2 separate regions of the Mus musculus genome follow, and region 2 is linked to region 1. A link is a contact called in public Hi-C data. All regions are on one chromosome and are shown on one strand. The core of a region is the stretch at or near the end of the contact, and the rest is flanking DNA. Distances in the headings are between cores, read along the strand shown. Region 1 overlaps Pvt1 (Pvt1 oncogene). Region 2 has its middle 43 kb from the start of Gm41333.

Region 1 (4,112 bases), core at 864-3,363:
TACAGACAACCATGTAATTTTTGTGCTCTCAGTCTTTAGCAGAAGGGCTAAGGAGTGTCTTTTGTAAAAATACGAATCCTATTCACAAGGGCCTCAATTTCACGTTCTAATCAACCATGTTGACTTGAAGTTGAATAATGCTCCCGGGCAAACCCCCTGCCCCCTCCCTCTCCCCCCCTAGGCTCAGGTGTTTCTCAGTTGGCACTGCTTTGGGATGTTGTGGAACCTTTAGGAAATGCAGCCTTGACAGAAGGAAGTATGTCACAAAGCTGGGGGATTTTGAAAGTTCATAACTTACAGTTTCCTTTCTTGGCTTCTTGGGTGTGGATAAAGATGTGATCTTTCTGACTCCCGCTCCCTGCCATTGTGGAATCCCTGTCTGGAACTGTAACCCAAAATGACAGTCCCTTTTGTAAGTTGCTTTTGGTCATGATGTCTTATCGCAGCAGCAGCAGCAACAACAAAAAGCAATGAATATAGCTTCTATCATGGTTCAAATCTGACATGTAGCCACCAATAGGCTTATGTGTAAACGCTGGTCCCCATCCAAGAGTGCAGCCTTCCCAGACAGATCATTCAGATCACTGGAGCCTTAGGGAGGTATTAGCTGTCTAGAAGAGGTTGGTTAGTAAAGATGTGCTTTGAACCGAGTCACCGGGCCCTTGCTTCCCTCTCTGCTTTCTGATCTGACAAAAGCTGCTGCTCACACCATGAATACCACCAGCCACTGTACCTCTTTCTCTTTTAAAGGTCGAAATCCGTTAAAATCATGAGCCAACAATAAACATCTCCTCCCTCAGGCTACTCTGCAGGTACTCTGTCATAGTAACACACCAATTAACACACCACCAGAGCCTACCCAGACACATGCACATACACACACAAACTCACACAACGCATCCCACCCCCAGAACAGAGGTCAGTATTGTATCACATGGATATGGAGACATAGCATCCAGTCCCTAACTTATTTTTGTTATAGTTCAAGGATAAAAGGATTGCCCTGCCCTTCAATGTTTGCACAAGGGAGTATGGATATTTTAATACACAATTATGCAAAATAAGGTGAAAGAACAGAAGGGCAAAAAATGCTGGAGTAGGAGGGGTGACCAGGGACTGAACACACATTCCTGTAAGACCTTTGGAACTACTGTTAGGCTTGAACTTTAAAGGTTTCATCAAATTGAAAGCACTGCCCAGGGCTGGGTTGGGTCCTTGTGGGAGCACACAGGAAACTTCAGATCCAAAGTTAGTTTCATCCCACAGTGTGGGAGATGTCAGAGGCTGTGAGCCTGAGATCCTACACAAGTTACACAGGAACTACAGGCAACTACAGGATGCTTGTCAGTTATGAACAGCTGTATCTCCATCCACAATGCCAGCCTAGAACCTGTGGTCCCATTTTACCAATGAGACAAGGCTCCTTAGTGACATGCTTATCTGTGTATATGCATTCACTGTGCCAGCTCCAGCAACCCAACCTCATGTGGCAGTCACTGGAGCAGCCTAGAGTCTCACTTACATTCTACTATTATATAGCTTAAGGGACCCGTGAATCCTAATTTCTCACTTGTAAAATGGATATTTTTTTAATCATTCCCATATTTTATGGTAATTGTGTATATTTATCGGTGTGGTAAGGCATCTCAATACATGCAAACGTACAATTGGGGTCAGGCTAATGAGTTGTCAATCATCTCAAAAACATCATTGTGTATGGAAACAGTCACAACCTGGCGGCTCTCTTGTGATATGTTGTAGCTCCTCTTTCCTGTATGCTGCCGCAGAATGCTGGAAGTTGTTTTTCCTGTCCACTCACACCAAGGGCTTTCTGATGGTTAAAAAGGTGTATACAAGCCCCTGGGCCCATGTGCCTGACACATTAATCCACTGTGCATGTTACTTACTGAGATTATTATTAGCCCAACAGGACAGGGAGGAGTATTGGGGGGGGGGGGTCCCTGGGGTGTGATCACTCCTGTTTACTCTTTGGATGGTGCCTGCCTGGCCAGGGATCATGAGTTTGTTTTTCTGGTACGGAGGTTGCCCTGGTGTTCTGGAGTGACCCCACAGGGCTGACTGAGCTCATTATACAAAGCTGTGTGCTGGGTCCTGTCCAGCTCCATCCAGCCCCGCCTCCTTGCCTGCTAAGCCTGTGTGCCCATGAGCCTCAGGGCTGTCCCTAGCTAGCATTGTTTGCACTCTGGAAAAGCGTGCAAACCTTTATTCAGAACCATCCCTAAGTCTGCTGGCAAATACAGTTTCTTTCCCCTTCTGGGGGACTAGAAGGGGAAAAGCTTAGGTCTTCAGTGGCTCCAAGACAATTCTTTTACCTTCTCCACTTTCTTTTTCCTACAGGCTCGGCTCTCCAGTGTGGTTTTCCAACAGGAGTCAAATATTAAAGGACATGAGCGTGTTGGGGAAAAAGATGGATAGTGCTAAACAGCCTGAGTTCATCCTCACTATCCTCTTCATAAGGAGAGCAAGAACAACCCCGGAAATGGCTCATGCTTAAGGTTTCTAACCACGGTCACACCTACAACACACTGATTGACAATATAGGTTACAGTACACATGGCTCTGCTATTTGCTTTTTGGTCACTTTGATATTCCCTGGTACCTGGGAAGAAGGAATCTCCGTTGAGGAGTTGCCTACATTTGATTAGCCCGTAGGCATGTCTCTGAGGCCTTTTCATAGTTGCTAATTGATGGAGGACAGCTTAGCCCACTGTGGGTGGTGCCATCTCCTGGACATGGGGTCCTGGCTTATATCAGAAGGGAAGCTAAGCATGCGCCTGGGAGCAAGCCAGTAAGTAGGTCTCCTCCATGGTCCCTGTCTCTGCTCCTGCCCTTAATTTCCTCAGCGAATGACTGATGCAAACATGTAAGCCAAACAAACCCTTCTTTCCTCTCTGTTACTGTTGGTCGTGGTGTTTATCACAGCAATAGGAAAAAACACTAGGGCAGTGACGTATAAGAGTGCACTGTGCCATTGTGAGGATTCAATATCCTTAGCGATCTTCAGAAAAAGTTTACTATGGTGCCTGGAGCATTGTTATTTGCAGAGATCCCTAGTGGCTCCTGGGCCTCAGTTTCCCTGTCTTCATTCTGTCTGTATTATATAAGCATGGTGTCCATAGCTCTAGCTCTTGCTTAATGATTCAACTGAGTAGGTACAACCATGCTGACCAGCCATGACATGTCCTGCCTGGCCATAGCCTGGAGTTGGACACAGAAACAGGGGCATAGCTGCCTACTGTGTGTGGCACAGTGTGTGTCAAACTCCTGGAGGCAGCCAGGCAGCCATCTCTATATTCTTCCTATCAGAATTCCTTTCACAGGTCCAAGCCATCTTAAGATGGATAAAGGCCTGGCCTTCAGGCAAGGCTATGCCTGTCAGTTCCGAATCTCCAGCTAAGTGGACTTGCAGCCCTCCCTGTCCTCTGGATGTCTGCATCATTCATACAAGGGACACGTTCTCTTTAGAGAAGAGCGTCTTCTGGGCTTCTCCCAGGTTGGAAGTGTCCTCTACTTCTTTCTTCCTGGCAAAAGCACTGGCCTAAGCAGCTCAGGAACAACCTACAATAGAGGGAGGGCCTCTTACCTCGGATGGAAGTGGAAACATAGTCTCCACGTTGGAACTGAGTCTTGGTTATGCTCTGAGAAGTAGCCTGGATTTCTAAGATCTCATGCTCATCGTTTTCTCTGGAGGCCCAACTCTGTTCTCATGAGCCCTGGCACGTTCCCTACCAGCATCTTTGTTTCCTATCTGAGGAGTGCGGATGATGCTTCTCCTGGTAAGGGGTATGAATAGAATTCCTGCCTGTGTTCTATGTGCTGAATCCCAGAGCCTAGAGTAGGGCCTGGGCTCTGGCGATTGACTGGTAAACACTTGTTTTGGAAGAGATAGTAGAGTCTTTGGAGTTCCTGGCACAATCTTCTTGGATAGTTGCCTGTGCCCGTTCTAAACCAGGATCTGACTAATTACAACTCCTCCTGCTTGCATTAAAGTTTTATTGGAACATGGCGGTGTTCACGGTTTTATATGATGTCGTCGAGCTTCTTTGCTCCCGCACTGGTAAATTTAATAGTCATGAGAGAGATATGGCCGT
Region 2 (4,344 bases), core at 1,370-3,869, 450 kb after region 1:
TCAAAGAGCATAATCTCCTTTCTAGAAACTGAGTCTGTCAAGGCAATTTGGTGGTAGATGATGCTAGGATGTGTCTTCTAAATGATGAGATATTTGCCAAGGAAATGAAGCTTGGAAGAAAAGGTGTCCTACACAAATAAGGTCATTACTAGGTAGAAAATATTTAACTAACACCCCCTCCTTATCACAGGTAATTCAAGGCAATAGAACAAAATAGTACAGCCCTTGGCAAGAAACATGTGGGAAAGCCTGGGATCCTCACATCATTTCTACTGATTGGTAATAGGAATTGACAGAGAGCCTCTCATCATCCTGCATTCGGCCTGTTCAGTCTGATAGAAAGGCAGGATGCTACTCTGTGAAAGATAATGCCATATAAAGCCATTCTTCCTGTCTTCATTCTGGGAGAATTCAGACAGGAGAATCAAGTGGAATATGTGTGATCAGATTCTAGATGAACTAAAAAGGCTATTTCCTTGTCCTCCAGTGACCCAAAGGATAAAGCTACAAGTAACAACATCAAGAGGAAAGAAGGGGGGTAGATAGAAAAAGAACAGACTTTCTGTGCTTCTTTCTTATTTACCAGTGTCTTTTATGTGTGATCTCTTTTTACAACTTAATGCTTCAACAAAGCACTAAGCTAGCCCCCATTAGCAACAACCTAGAGGACTAAGAGACTGATACTGAAGTCAAAGGCATTTCTCTGATATGTCAGCCAGATCCCTCAGCTCAAACTACATGTGCTTGCTTAACCAGGCAGTTTTTCAATGTCTCTTCTCTAGGGTGAAAATATTGGGTGGCCCAAACTTCATAGTCAAACACAGTCCTAGAGTCACCCCACCATCTGGTGAGCTAGCTCAGACACACAGAGGTGCATCCATGGAGAGTGAAGTGGCATGAGGTATGAACACTGTGAGAGAAGATGGGTGCCAGGGTTCTGGTAAACACCACCTGGGTCCAACTTCTGTGACTGTCCTCATACTTGAGATACAAAAGTGGTTTGGAAGATCATGTCTCTGACTTTCATTTTTCAAAAAACAACAAACAACAACAACAAACAACAAAGGGAATATGTAACCAAACTCTTGGTCACCAGGGCTGTTTATGTTTGTCTTACATTCATATTTTACATATATATATGTGTGTGTATACACACATAAATATATTATATATATGTATATACTATTTTATAATTGTACTAATATATATTAATAAATATGTTATGGCAAATATAATTTTAATAGATGTTGCCAGTTGCTTTTTTTATAGATACGAAGACTTCTGTTTCTTAAGATGTTCATAAGGAAAAGCAGGCCTTTGAATGTTTTACCAATCACATTAGCTCTAGAATCAAGTCATACAATGTTTGAATCCACATGCACTTCCTTCTGCCCTAGTTCCTTCTGCCTATATACTTTTAAGGGACAATGATTCTGCTGGGTCCCTTACTCATGCTTCATGCTAGAATTCCAGCTGGTCTTGTGATATTTTCTCTCAGATAATTTCAATTTCCTTCTGCTTCTGTGGCCCCAGATACATTCTTCGAACTATCTAGCCATAAGGTCGATTAACGTGCAGCCTTTCTATCCCCCTCTGAAATGCTACTTCTCCTCCTAAACTCTGAGCAGAGTCCATTTATCTCACAAACTATATCTGCTGTGAAGGTACGTATGTTCCGCATTTGTTCTATAAAACAATCACATTGGTCAGGGATTGATGGTTCCTATGCTTTGGATAAGAAAACAACTCAGAGAGATTAGATCAGAGGCCCAGAATGATGACTGCTGTGGATATTGGCAGATTGGGCTAACCAATCTCCCTGTCTCCACGTTATCATGATTTCTGGGCCAGCACCTTGCCACTTTATCTATATACACTGCTACCCATGATAATAATCTTCCTTCTAGGAAGCTTTAAGTAAAGATGCTTTTAAAGAATCCAGTGTCTCTGTGCCTCAGTTTCCCCATGTATTATAAGAAAAACAACAAAACTGAATTACCTATGTTTGGTTAGAGGAGGTAGTTTTATTTCTTCTCTGAAATGAGATGAATGCAAATTGCCTTGTTATTTCACTAATTAATAACATCTGCTTGGAAATGCAGCTATTAGCACACAATAAACGATATGGGTTATAATTATGGATGGCAGTAATTGCTTCGCTTTGCCTTACCTTCATCCCAGTTTATCTCCCTGAACTATAGCTATCCTTGTAGGGGTTAGGGAAAATATATTAGAAGCTTAACAATGGGTTCTTTTCCCATGGGTTTGGAAACTGATGAATCAGCATACTTTCTTTAGGCTTCAAAAGAATATGTTCCTGCCACACTGAAGCTAAGTGGGCTGTTCAAAACATCAGGTGAGTCCAGCTTCATGCTGCCTTCCTGGGGCATGACCTGTTCCACTCCCCTCCTGATCCCGTGTGCCCAATGTCACCTGGAACCTGCAATCTGGAAGCAGAAAGTCCTTGACTGGAGTCAGTGGAGAGAAAATCGTCACCTGCTTGGGCACAAACATACATAGTGACTGCGTCACTGTTTGTCAAGTGGATCAGCTAATAGTTGTTCAGCGGACCTTCAAAGCTCCAAGGCGACACTGCCTTTAAATTCCATCAATTCACTCCCTGGGCAGAGGCCTTGGACTTTAGCTCTCAAGGGCTCTGAAAGCATTTTGAGCCTGCTGACTGACTGCGGGGTGGACCTTGGTTAAAGTTTAGGAGAAAAACACTAAGTTTATGCTTCATCACCGCTGGCGCAACCATGTCCCCCCCACCCCCACCCCACCCCCCACCCCACCCCCCACCCCCACCCCACCCCGTGCTACAGCACTTTGGTGCTTCCTGGCTTGCCTCCCCTGGGACACTGCCCAGTATTGACTACCAGTAGGACTTTCTTTCTCACCTAATGACCTACCTACTGATGCCATCTCTAAGGACCTTGACGCTCATGCTACCTTCTGACCTTGTCCATTGTTCCTCATGTTCCTAACACTAGCCTATGTGTTTGATTTTTTTTTTTAATATAAAAGAGCACAAGTACCCAGAAGGCATGACAAGTATCTGTTTCAGCCAGTGCTTTTTCTCTGATCCCCGAGAAAGTGTTTGAATAAGTCAACAGATGGGTGGAGGAGTGATTAACCCCTTCTTACAAGTGCATGGACTGGGGAGCAGAGGGCAATGATAGGCTAGTCACGATCAACAGTGTTTAGGGACAGAGCTAGTGGGATAACTAAGAATCTGGAATAGTTTTATAATTTTTTTTATATGATATCCTTCCCCAATTTTGCAGCTAATGCATCTCTCTTGACTCACCTTCCTTCTGGTTTAGTTGACTACATGATGCCTATATCTGGGAGACTTAGGAAGGAAAAATCTTTATTATCCAGGTTCTTATTAAGTTTGCATGTTTTAGAGCTTCCTTTAAAAAAAAAAAGCCTGAATGTGACGCTATTGTATTTTAAAGCATGCTCTAACATGAGCAAGCTTTATCATTTATTGTACAAGCATGTTTGCATATATATATATATATATATATATATATATATACACATATGTACACACATACACACACATGAAAATCCCTAGAGAACTCTATGATCTTGCAGTATATTTCACATGTACTTAATAATTAAAATTGCACTAAGCTCAATTTCATAAACTTTTTCATGTGTTATAAACAGTTTGTTATTTTTATTATTAATTCATGTATTTATTTGTATTTATTTTTCATGAGAGAGTCTCACTATGTGGTTCTGATTGCGCTGCAATTCACTTCCTAGATCAGGCTGGCCTGGGACTCTCAGAGATCAATCTGCCTCTACCTCCTGAGTGCTGGGATCAAAGGTGTGTGCCACTACTCCCAGCTGTTAACCAGCTTTCTCATGTCATTAAAACTAACAGGCTTGGGAGTTGTGAATATTTCAACACATGCCTGTGTCATGAGTTTCCCTATTCACTTTCCTGTTGACATGACAAGCCTCCTTCCATTGTTTATTTACGTGATTTTTAGGTTCCTGTCCTATTTTATACGATTACTAATACAATGTTAATGTTTCCCTGCTTTTCCAAGCAAATATATATGTATGTATATATATATTATTTATGTTTTGCTAAAATTATAAGAAATAATCTTGAAAATCGCAGGAAATAGCTCAAAATTTCTCTGTCCCAGTCACCCCTGAAGACTTCTCTCATTTGCATTTTTAGTCTTTGAAGCTGAATAGAAGGTGGGAGTCTGTTTGAGGGGTGGACAGGAAACATTGGCCAATTTGAGAGCAAATAGAGGTTTGGGGAGTGTGTTTACATTCTGTCCCACGTGTGGGATCCTGGCCTTTGTAGGCAGGCGGATA

What was found. A called contact is a pair of places that touch in the nucleus more often than the background predicts.
Region 2: a contact with region 1 is called in a Hi-C map of liver, with 2.4 times the contacts expected there. The contact joins two enhancer-like sites. A contact is called at or near these places in 2 of 484 Hi-C or Micro-C datasets (Th1 cells and liver).

Annotation. Positions count from the first base shown.
Region 1 is chr15:62,256,063-62,260,174 of GRCm38.p6, forward strand. It overlaps Pvt1 (Pvt1 oncogene), which reads left to right. Exons shown (of 5, transcript NR_132747.1): 5 at 2,359-4,112. Among named protein-coding and RNA genes, the nearest start is that of Pvt1, 220 kb to the left of the region's middle. Within about 2 kb of position 2,114, at least 102 of the 459 cell types and tissues checked have an H3K27ac peak or open chromatin away from gene starts, as enhancers often do. A contact at or near this core is called in liver, where this site is marked.
Region 2 is chr15:62,710,087-62,714,430 of GRCm38.p6, forward strand. No RefSeq gene overlaps it. Among named protein-coding and RNA genes, the nearest start is that of Gm41333, 43 kb to the left of the region's middle. Within about 2 kb of position 2,620, at least 9 of the 459 cell types and tissues checked have an H3K27ac peak or open chromatin away from gene starts, as enhancers often do. A contact at or near this core is called in liver, where this site is marked.